Regions from separate parts of the Cyprinus carpio genome. Here region 1 is linked to region 2. A link is a contact called in public Hi-C data. All regions are on one chromosome and are shown on one strand. The core of a region is the stretch at or near the end of the contact, and the rest is flanking DNA. Distances in the headings are between cores, read along the strand shown.

Region 1 (5,208 bases), core at 2,528-5,027, 40 kb after region 2:
CTAAATGAGGCCAATGATCAAGTTGCTATGGCAACAAAAACTGTGAGGAGAGGAAAACAACCAGACATGCACACAGAGAGGCGTTCCACCCAACAACAGCTCAATTACACTCTGGAAGATCCCTGTGCAGTTACGACCAAACAGCAAACAAGTGGTCTGAAGACGCTGACCTACAGTCAAGCGTACATTAGGACACATATCTAACACTGTTTGTGTGTAAACAAACGATTTCTGATAATCAATGAATCTAACAATTATTAGAACAGTTAGTCAACTAATCGGCGATTATTTAACTGATCAATCAGACATTTATTGATTATTTGGCTTTTGCAATTACTTAAAATATACATATTCTAACAAATAAATTAAGGAATGTCAACTTTTGAAAGTCATTAATTTATACAAATAAATATATTTGGCACACAAAATGAGATGACAGAAACTCTCTCATTCGCCATTTAATTAGCTATATGACAAAGTACCTGAATGACACATTCTGCCTAACATCTCTCGTTGTAAGTCATATTTCTAAGAAACAAAATAAAGGTAGGCTAATTGAAAGTACATTTTATTCACAACATAATCTCTCTTAAAATACCTTATAGGGTTATGATAAGCAAAAGAGCCCTGAGCTAAATCAAACCAAACTAAAATTTTAATGAAATATTTTTTTCCCCACTAATAAAAAGATTTTATCCTTAGCTAGCTCCACACTGGAGAGCTGCTTTATAAAAATCAAAAGAAAAACAAGATATAATTCTAACTGAAAGTGACACTGACTGTTTTTTCATGTTCAGTACTGTAAAGCTGCTTGATTTAAGGCTATTTATTGCATAAAGTAGTGTTATATAAATAAACGTGATATGACTGGACTTTTCTTTACTGGAGTGCCGAACTTCAGAGTTCGTGCAAACATCCACATCGCTGTAATCAGATGTGTTTTTAAGTGCTGCTTTCACACTGCGGTCAGTTTTTGTTGTGTTTATTTTGTTATTGAGTGGAAAGCGCACAGCATATATTAACACATTCATCCAAACAACGCTCAGCAGCTTCAGGTTCGGCTGCATTTACGAACTGAAGCGCTGTCTTCTCTTGAATTGCATCCGGGAGGGCTGAATTACAGTCTTGCGCTACAGCGCCACACTGGTCAAACTGCATTATTGCAAGCTCTCACATTAGGTCATATGAGATCAAAAAAAAAAAAAAAAAAAAAAAAAGTCAACAATTTTTTTTTTTTTTTATTGTTGACATTGTCGCTAATGTCGACTAATTGTTTCAGCCCTAGTTTCATTTGAGAAAAACTACTGTGTAATATAGAAATATTACTATTGTATACTGAAATACACTCCTCAAAGTAATAACAATAAGGAATATCATACAACCTAAATATTTTTCATCCATGTTTTTATAGAGTTCTGTTGTGCAGCATCTTTAGACAAAAAATAAGAATGCAATGTTTTGTTGTAAATTGTTATATTTTCATTTGATTTCATTATAAGAGACTGATTAAACTTAAAATTTGTTTTAATGATAAATTAGTATTTATCATGAAACAGAATAGAAAAACCAAGTAGGCTAAATAAAATAGAAAAAATAGAATTTGGGAAAAAAAAAATCATTTCGTGGCTCTAAATTAAAAGGTATTTGGAGTTATGATTACATGTGTTCTCAAGGGCTAACAAACGTGCAAAGCATTTCCAACCCATTAACGTACATGAATATCATGATAAAATATGAATACAGTACAAAAAAAAAAAAAAAAAAAGTACACAAAAAAAAAAAGTGTGATCATATTTTTGGCCATATCACCCAGCCCTATTTTGCCCTATTGTTTATCTGTTCTCATTTTTAACAAAAACAAAAGATCAAAAATAACTAATAAAATTGTGTAAAGTTGGTGTTAGAATTTAAGACAAAAATAAACAAGCTTTCTGCATTTTTACTGTCATGAATGACTTTTGCACATAAAATGTCACACATAATATGGAACACACGGTATCAATTATTAAAAAAATAAATAAATTAATTAAAAAAAAAAAAAAAGTGTATTTCTCAAAATCCTGAAAATTACTGCTTCAAAACCAGTCAGTTTTGATAGCAAAAATCACGAAATATTGCCAGATCCACAATATACACAAACGAAACAACTGACTGTACTCACCTGGGTTGTGATTTAAAAGCCATTTCAATTCTCTAGAATATAATAAACCCCAAACCTTAATACAATTTCACAGTCACAAACGGAACCTGACACCAATTCACCTCGAATTCCAACATAACGATATTTAACAAGCGAGCAAAAACGCTTAGCGCCTAAACTCACCGCTGAACACAAAAACAAGTTAACACTAGGAAACCTGTCAGTCATTCAGCAGCTGTCAATCACACATCTATGATGTCAGATAAACACAGATCTGCTTCGCTCACGAGTTCAGGTGAATAACTAACAGCGTTCACTGAATGCACTTAATATACTGAGCGTCTAAACCTGTCCATAAGTAGATATATCGGATATTTCTGCTGCAAAATCGGAGGATTTAACGTTACTCAGTAAATCTGAGCGCAAACCGAAAGCGCTGCGAGGCTAATAACACTGCTCCAAACTGATGCCGTTTTCACAAAACGCACTTTAATGTAAGGAATAGTAACTTTAATAAATGCGGAAAGATGAAACTAAAACATGACTAACGTCACTGACTCACGCACATTTTGTTTTAATAAAAATGTAGAGGTTGTGTGTTTCTCCGTTACACGGAGGAGCAACACAAAATGGCGACTGCGGGCAGCTCAGAGGAGTGCTTATGCTCAAAGTCGCTAAAACACCTAGGGCCACACCATTATAGTACCATTAAACGAGTTTATAGTCATGCAAAACATTTGTTAAGGCAATGTAATGCGGTTGAGAGACTGTAACAGGCATTAAAAGCGGGAGAGTGCGCTGCACGTTTCCTTCGTCCCGCTAAAGATGCTAACGGTGTACGACACGGACTCGTCCGGCGTGTGTACTTATCAGTGTGTGTGCGTGCAATCAAAACAACACTCTACACTCAACACCCAGAGCTTCAAGCGAGCGCGGCCCGTTATTAAAACACGTCTGTCAATGTCAGACGCTTGAGACGAGCGCGGATCACATGAACCCGACTAAATTAATCTGACTTTGCGTAACGTGTGCGCTTATTCTCGTTCAATTTTACGTCAAATCTTCCAGCATTCCCGCACAGGGAAACGTGAGATTATCGCGCAGCTCGGCCGTCAAGCTGCGCAGAGCAGGGATGCGATGCTGTGCTAGCACTGGACAGCAAACGGCCTAATGCTAATAAACAACCTCGGAGCCCTCCGTTAGCCGCTCTCTTTGACGTACAAGGGATAATTCGGCGCTAAAACGCAAAAGCAACCAGCACAAGAACGAAGTAACATCCAAACTGACCCGTTATCATGAATGGGGATGTCTCTCCGAGCTGTTAGCTTTAGCACTCAGCGACGCACAGGCCGCTTTCCCCGCGCGCACCAGACAATCATTTCAGCGCTGAATCGCGCGCTTGACCGCTGCACGAAACGACGCCACACACGCCGGGACCTTTAAGAAGAGCTAAACGCTTTGCACAAGTCTGCTTGTGTATTTACCTTCGTTATTTTGTTGTGAGGGCGCGCGGGCTCTTTCTCTCCCACAATCCAGAACAAACAGCTCGAAACGTCGGTGACGTCATGCGCGCGGAGGACGCACAGGACGTGAGGACCGTGAGCGCTGCTGTCACACGTGTGTGAAAGCTCGCTTAAAACCGCTCCGCTCTGATCTCTTCCGTCTGCTGTGTGAAGATCGGTGTTAACAGTGCAATCAAAAGTGCGTGATTAAATAGTACGATTTAAATAAACTACATATATGCGCCGAATTGAGTCTATTAATAAAGTAACTTAAAATTATCTATCTATTTATCTATCTATCTATCTATGAACAAGACTCGATTCCCCCTTAAAGACATAAAAACAAGTAAGGGGTCATAAAAAAAATTCTTGTAAATATGAAGATTAATTTCTACAGCTCTGCCTGAGTTTAAATTGTAATTTTGGACGCCCCTGAAATGGGTCATTCCATTAATATTAACAGTTGAACTAAAGAAAAACCAGCTCATTTAAGCACATTCATTTATTGCATGGAGCAAGAGCTACAATGTTTACAATGAAAATGCACTGAGATTTCAATCACAAAGAGAGTGCACCATGACCCAGAGAAAGAGAACAAATAGGGTTTATATATATATATATATATTATATATATATATATATATATATATATATATATATATATATATATATATATACTGTTTTATGTGTTATTCGGCATAATATTGTAGGGTTAAACATTTTTGAAAAATAACACCCATGATATTTTTTATAATGAAAAGTGGGGCCTATTCTCAAAATAATACATTTTACAATATAATTTAAGACTTTATAAAAAAAACTGAGATGTATAAAGTATATTTTTTTCATAGACCGCAGATGCATATTCATGTTTGTCATTTTAAAGTCATATTTCGCGGAAAAGTAGGCTACGTATTTTTGATGTGTGCAATCTGCTCAACCACTTTGGACAGGAAAAATTAATGTAATTTAGTTTTAACTAAAATAAATAAATACCTAAATAAATAAATAAATAAATTAGGAATATAAATATAAAGGCTACATATATACATTCAAGTTAAGATAATAAAAAAAGAGGCTTGTATTTAAGCCAGTCTCCCAGACCATGTATTTGTTCAGTGACAGTTGTTTATTTTGAAAGGTGAACTTCTCTGAAGTAGAGGGACATTTGCTACACAGATCCCGTGTCTCTCTGATTATTAAAATTAGTCATGCAGTGCAATACTTTGATGCACCTACTTTTATTACCAACACAACTAAGATTATTAATTCTCTCTTCAGTATATTAAATGCTTGTGTTCAGCACAGCTGGAATCACTGCTTGTGTGGTTTTCATGGCCTGGATTTAGGGATCCCTATGGGACCGTCCGAAAGAAACCCCCAGACTGCCTGAAAGACCCTGCACTTGGTGAGCATGCCTATCTGAAGGGCACAGAGAGAAGATTTATAATGAAGAATGTAAAAAAATGTAAGGCCTATCTGATGAATTTAAAAGCACTTAACAAAGTAATATGCACAAGGTCATTAGATACTCTGTCGAAGATGTGAATAAAACGATTATTGGAG
Region 2 (5,298 bases), core at 2,110-4,609:
TTAACCACACGCCTAAACACACCACTATGATCCATTATAAATGATGGGAGCAGAAATGTGAACCAGTACCTTATTGTAAATGTAGCAGTTAGTAAACATGGTGTTGAAGTCTTGAATACATTCTTGGGCATTGACGTAGTAATTGTTCTCTAGGCGTTTCTTGATTGTTCCCATGTCCATAGGATTTTTGATTATCTTGTAATAGTCCTAGTGAGAAGAGGTTTCAAAAGTCAGCATAGCACATCACACAATCCATAACTTTCATCATCATAACGACCTTATTGTTTTACAATAACAGCAAGCAGCTTTGAGACTCACAACATTACACACAACACATGCCCTGCCTTTGGAGTCCTCTGACTGGTTTACTGTTTTGGAATTGACATTCATGAGCAGTGATGCGTGCAAAAGTTCAAATTCTTTAACTTGACACAATGCGATTGTAACAGTCATACATGTCTGCCTAGCCTGTGTTTACATAGAAAACAATGGAAAAGTAGTGCATTGGAATAGAAAAACTTATTCTGTGTGGATGTCCCCTGAGAGTACTCAAAAGCTCCTTTTCCACCAATAGAGTGATGATCCACAATCTAGAACTGTTCCACCATTCCCATCACAGGAAAGACAGCTCTGAGCCAGAGAAACAGGCTCTGCAACAGCCACAACAACCTGCTGGTCTTGAATTAGGAACTGCTAACGTCAGAGGACAGAGGGCGGGAAAATGACCTCACCAAGTTTTTCAAAACCTAAAATCTAATGGCTTTTGATTCTTCTTTTATATGTCAGGCTTTGCAAAAACCTGCAGTCAATGCTTGAAGTAAGTGTACTTACTGATGCAGTTCGTTTGCACGTACGGTTATGAAGTAACATTTTCTATAAATGCAGGGCAGTTCAAAGACCAAATAGCACATTATCAAACAGAAGATCTGATCCAGTATGAAAACTAGCACCATTTCAGTGGCAAAACAATTGCAGTAAATGTCAGTGCCACTACGCTGTCTGACAGGATCTGCTCATGAGACATAACAGGACTGTAAATGGACAGTTAGTTCACTCACAGGCAGATTCAGCTTAACGGCGTCAACAGGAGAATGGAAAGGCCAAGCGAACTGGTGCTTCCAAAGAGTCTTCAGCACCACCTTCAGCAGGTACTGCAGCTGGTTGGTCTGGCGCTTGGGCCGGGTAGGGTTAATGATTTCTGGGGGGCAGGGGTTGAAGACGCTAGAGGCCTGGGACAAGGGTTGCCCCTGACTGATGCTGCTCCCCGACATCTGCACTGCGTCCAGGCCGTCCCCCATACTGGTGGGGTGGATCGCGGGCAGAGGGGCGAGAGGGGGTGGGGCAGGACACCACTCGTTCAGTCTCGAGCCGGGCGCGGGCTCCGCAGGGAGAGCACCGCTAATTCCATTGCACTCCTCGCTGGGCTCTCTGTGAAGGAAGCAAATCACAGTCATTAGCTCTTTAATTTGCATCTATGCCATCTGCATCAGATCCATCACTGTAATCATCACTATCATCTCAATTATACTTAACTACCAGCACACATCCTCTCTGCCCCCCAGAACAGCATTATTCAAATGGTTCATGTTTGCTTAAGTAATTGCCCCTGGATTCTCTAATTATCCTCCGATGCGGTCTGAATCATTGACATCGTCTGCAAGTCCATTACTGGGTTTTGGGACAGCTCTTATTACTCTGTAACACGTCCAAGTAGGTGCCGTCTGGCCAGATGTGGGACAAGCATAACATTTTTTATTTTTATCTTTTTACATTTAATTACTGACATGGATACTAGCATTTTTTTCTTCCATATTGTTAAGTGCATCTGAGTGAAATGGACCATCGAAAAAGAAAAACAGGGTGGGGACTTGCATGGTTCTGTGCATATGTTGTTAATTGGATGGAGGCAGATGAGAATGAGAGCTTGCAGTCGATTGTAATAAAAGGGCCAGCGTTTAAGCCAACTAAATGATTGGAGAATTCAGGCATGTGTCATCAGAGAAAAGACTGTCATTTCACTGGAAGATCAAGTTATTACTTCAAATTACGAGGTCAAAAAAATGCATAGATAAACTGATCAATAACATGCATTTATAGAAACTATATAGGGAGAATTTATTTCATGCTGACTTTAACATTGAAACCTGAATCCTCGATTCTGCTGATACCTAAAAACTTCTATGCTTATCTTTACTCTCACTTGTCATGTTTCTGTAATATTTTTTTTTAAATAAAAAAGGTAGTGCAACAAACAATTCTATTAGTAACCAGTTACTTAAATTCCATGAAAAATGCTGTTTACTTCACATTTTCAACAACATTTTTGATGTGAAAAATCTAGTGATAACGGCAAAAGTTATCTGGTACTGGTATCGACTACTGAAATTGACAAGCGGAAGAAAACGATCATTTGCTTTAGAACTTAACGCCATAGAATATAGCTTTCAAATTTGCATTAGGTGATTTCCATTACAGAAAAGTATGCTTATTGAAAACAAGCCCTATGGCTTACTATGGGCTGGCCAATGACTGGCAGTTTGTTTTGATAAGATGATCAGATAATTGTGCTTGAGTAAGGGAAAAACAGAGAGAGAGAGGGAAGAGGAGAAGAGAGAGTGCGAGCGCACATTAGTGTCAGCTCATCAACACGACGTGACCAGGTGACCTCACCTCCAAATTAAGCTCCATCACAGAGTAATGTGGCAGAGTACAGCCGGAGTGGAGCTCAGCAGACGAAACCATTCTGCACCTCCACAATCAATTCTTGTTCCTCAGCCAGTTGTTTTTCGATTGAAGCATGTTAAAGGTCAGCCTTGTAATTTATTACCAAAGGAGGGCCCAAATATCTGTCTCTCTAGTAATCACACCCCCACCACTACTACTGCTGCCTGGGTAATCTGGCAATCCCCACACTTACACTTCCTGCTAATGAAACCTCATGTCACCTCATACTGCTGTCTAGAGCCTTCGATTTAATCTTTCTACAAGCTCACAGGCTTTCAACTTGTAAACAACAGTAATGCAGCACTACTACCGAAAGTATTACTTGGATGACTCAACTGAAAAATGCTTCAGGTTTAGACCGCAGTAAATAATCAGAACGGGAACATTCAGCGTGAACTGGATGTCTCTGTGTTTAAAGAAATGAGAAAACCAGATCAGAGGAATGTGTTGTGACATCTGATGAAGTGTGCGGACAGATTGCTACTCCCCGACAGCATGTATCTCACTGTAACACAAGTGCTGTAGTGACTCACTGGCACAGTCCCCCAGTCTCCTGTCAAGTCCCCCAGTCTCCTGTCAAGGCTTCATAAAACATGATACACCAGAATGCATTCAGTCAGGATGAGTCCACAGTGACTGCCATTCCTGAATTAAGAATGACTGAGGTGGAAAAGAAAACAACACAATATTCACCTAGAGTAATCTGAATAACAAATTGTCAATCTGAATTTGCTACAGTAGTATGATGCAAAATGAATCCAGTCTTTCAAAGCGTCCTCCAGTGTGGTTTTCTGTAGTCAAATTAGGGGTATTTACCGCTGCAGGTCAGATAATGAAAAGGAAGTGAACTTGTGTTCTGCATATAATGTACACAAGCTTTGGATGTTTTAAAAACAGTAGTGTTATGATGATTTTATAGCACAGCAGCTGCCAAGTGTCCTGCACCAGGCCCACAGAAAAGCCAGGCACATCTCTCACTGACACACTTCATTTCACTTCTCTTTTAGATTCTTGTTACAGCATTCAATCATGATATTAGGCCATTCAGTGGGTTTCAATTAGTGGTTGACTGATATATTGCCAAGGCCGATATATCGGCCGATATTTGGCATTTTTCAAATATCGGCAGATAAGTTTTTCTGTTTGGCCGATGCGTTCATGGCGGGATTTTAATTTGACGGCGCTGAGAATGCAGCACCTGAACACTTAGTGCTTACATTCTCCCTCTTGTTTGCTGTCGTTGTTAACAGTTCTGTCTAATATGGATAGACGTCTGTCTAATAATCAGATAGAATGGTTAAACAAATGAATTAAAATGTATTCAAAAAAAGTATTATAAAGATTGCTTTTATATTGTTAGTAATAGAAAGGCAAACATAATACTTTCTCGTTTGCCTTCAGCATTCAGCAAATAAGCTTTTACATCATTTAAACAAATCTTTGAATGACTAATGAACATCTAATTTCAAAAACCTTGCAAACTTAGTCGAATCCAGCTGTGAGATCTTATGAAGTGTGGATGTGTGTCCTGCATGATCGCGTGTTCTCTGTGTGACGGTCGGTCCGTGTGAATTGAATGCTGACAGGAGGAGAGTTCAGCTTCACTGACAAGCGCGATCGACAAACTTTAAACTTATCTTTGCCATACTTGAGATCTACATGTACTACTATATTACAAGTACTCAACAAAGACTAGAAAATAAATCTATAGTGTGTAGTTGGGGGGAAATGGCTAATTTTTCTTTCTAAATATCTGTTGGAATCAGCAGCTGAAATAGTTTTGGAAAATTCTGAAATTGCATCAATGGCACATTTCAACTACAGAACATCAATATTCAACAAAAGGTGGCAAGTTTGGTGGTATGAAATAAACATACAAACTGAGCATAGAACAAATGGAATATAAATAATAGTTTTGTACTTTCAGTAAACTATGGGGTTTCTATTATCCAATGCAGACCTGTCAAAACTCAGTACATTCAGTGTTCAGAAGCAATCCAGGATCTGCAATGAAGTTTCCTGGACTGGCCAACAGTCTGTGACTGTATAACTTCAGAACAGGATGTGTTTGAAAAATTGTTCTTAAAAGTGTGTTTGAGGGTAAATATTTATTTTGCGTCTGGCAGAGCCTGTAGCTGGGTTTACCAGCATCTTCATGTTGTGGATCTCTGGAAAGCCCAGGATGTGGACGTTCAGCTCAGAGTTAACTTCACTGCTCCAATTAGCTCTGTAATGGGGGACATCATGTTCAAGTCGGTACACAAAGAGCACAAGAATAATCTTCAGCCCAAGGCCACAAGCACACACACAAAAGCGCGGAGCTAAAAATACACCCAACTATGGAGAAAATGCAACCAAAATGGGGTGGGCTGGGACGGAGCTGAATTACCCCGCAGTAGGGCTGGGTAGGAGCAATAATTCATATCTCTGTATTTTTTGTCTGATTTGCGATAAATGCTATACATCTCCGTAGTTTGCATTTGGATTAAACAAATAAAGTGAATGTAACCATGTAGGCATACAGTGGTGAAAATAATTATTTGATCCCCTGCTAATTTTGTAAGTTTGCCCACT

What was found. Hi-C and Micro-C count contacts between places; a contact is called where the count stands out from the background.
Region 1: a contact with region 2 is called in a Hi-C map of liver, with 6 times the contacts expected there. The contact joins the promoter of LOC109048909 here to the enhancer-like site in region 2. A contact is called at or near these places in 7 of 8 Hi-C or Micro-C datasets (liver, red blood cells and skeletal muscle).

What each region holds. Positions count from the first base shown.
Region 1 is chrA3:13,618,842-13,624,049 of ASM1834038v1, forward strand. LOC109048909 (bromodomain-containing protein 4-like) reads right to left here and starts at 3,778. Exons shown (of 20, transcript XM_042719273.1): 1 at 3,625-3,778.
Region 2 is chrA3:13,579,107-13,584,404 of ASM1834038v1, forward strand. It overlaps LOC109048909 (bromodomain-containing protein 4-like), which reads right to left. Exons shown (of 20, transcript XM_042719273.1): 3 at 1,059-1,428; 4 at 70-207. The coding sequence starts at 1,298. Among protein-coding and RNA genes, the nearest start is that of LOC109049013, 18 kb to the left of the region's middle. Within about 2 kb of position 3,360, at least 1 of the 8 cell types and tissues checked has an H3K27ac peak or open chromatin away from gene starts, as enhancers often do. A contact at or near this core is called in liver, where this site is marked.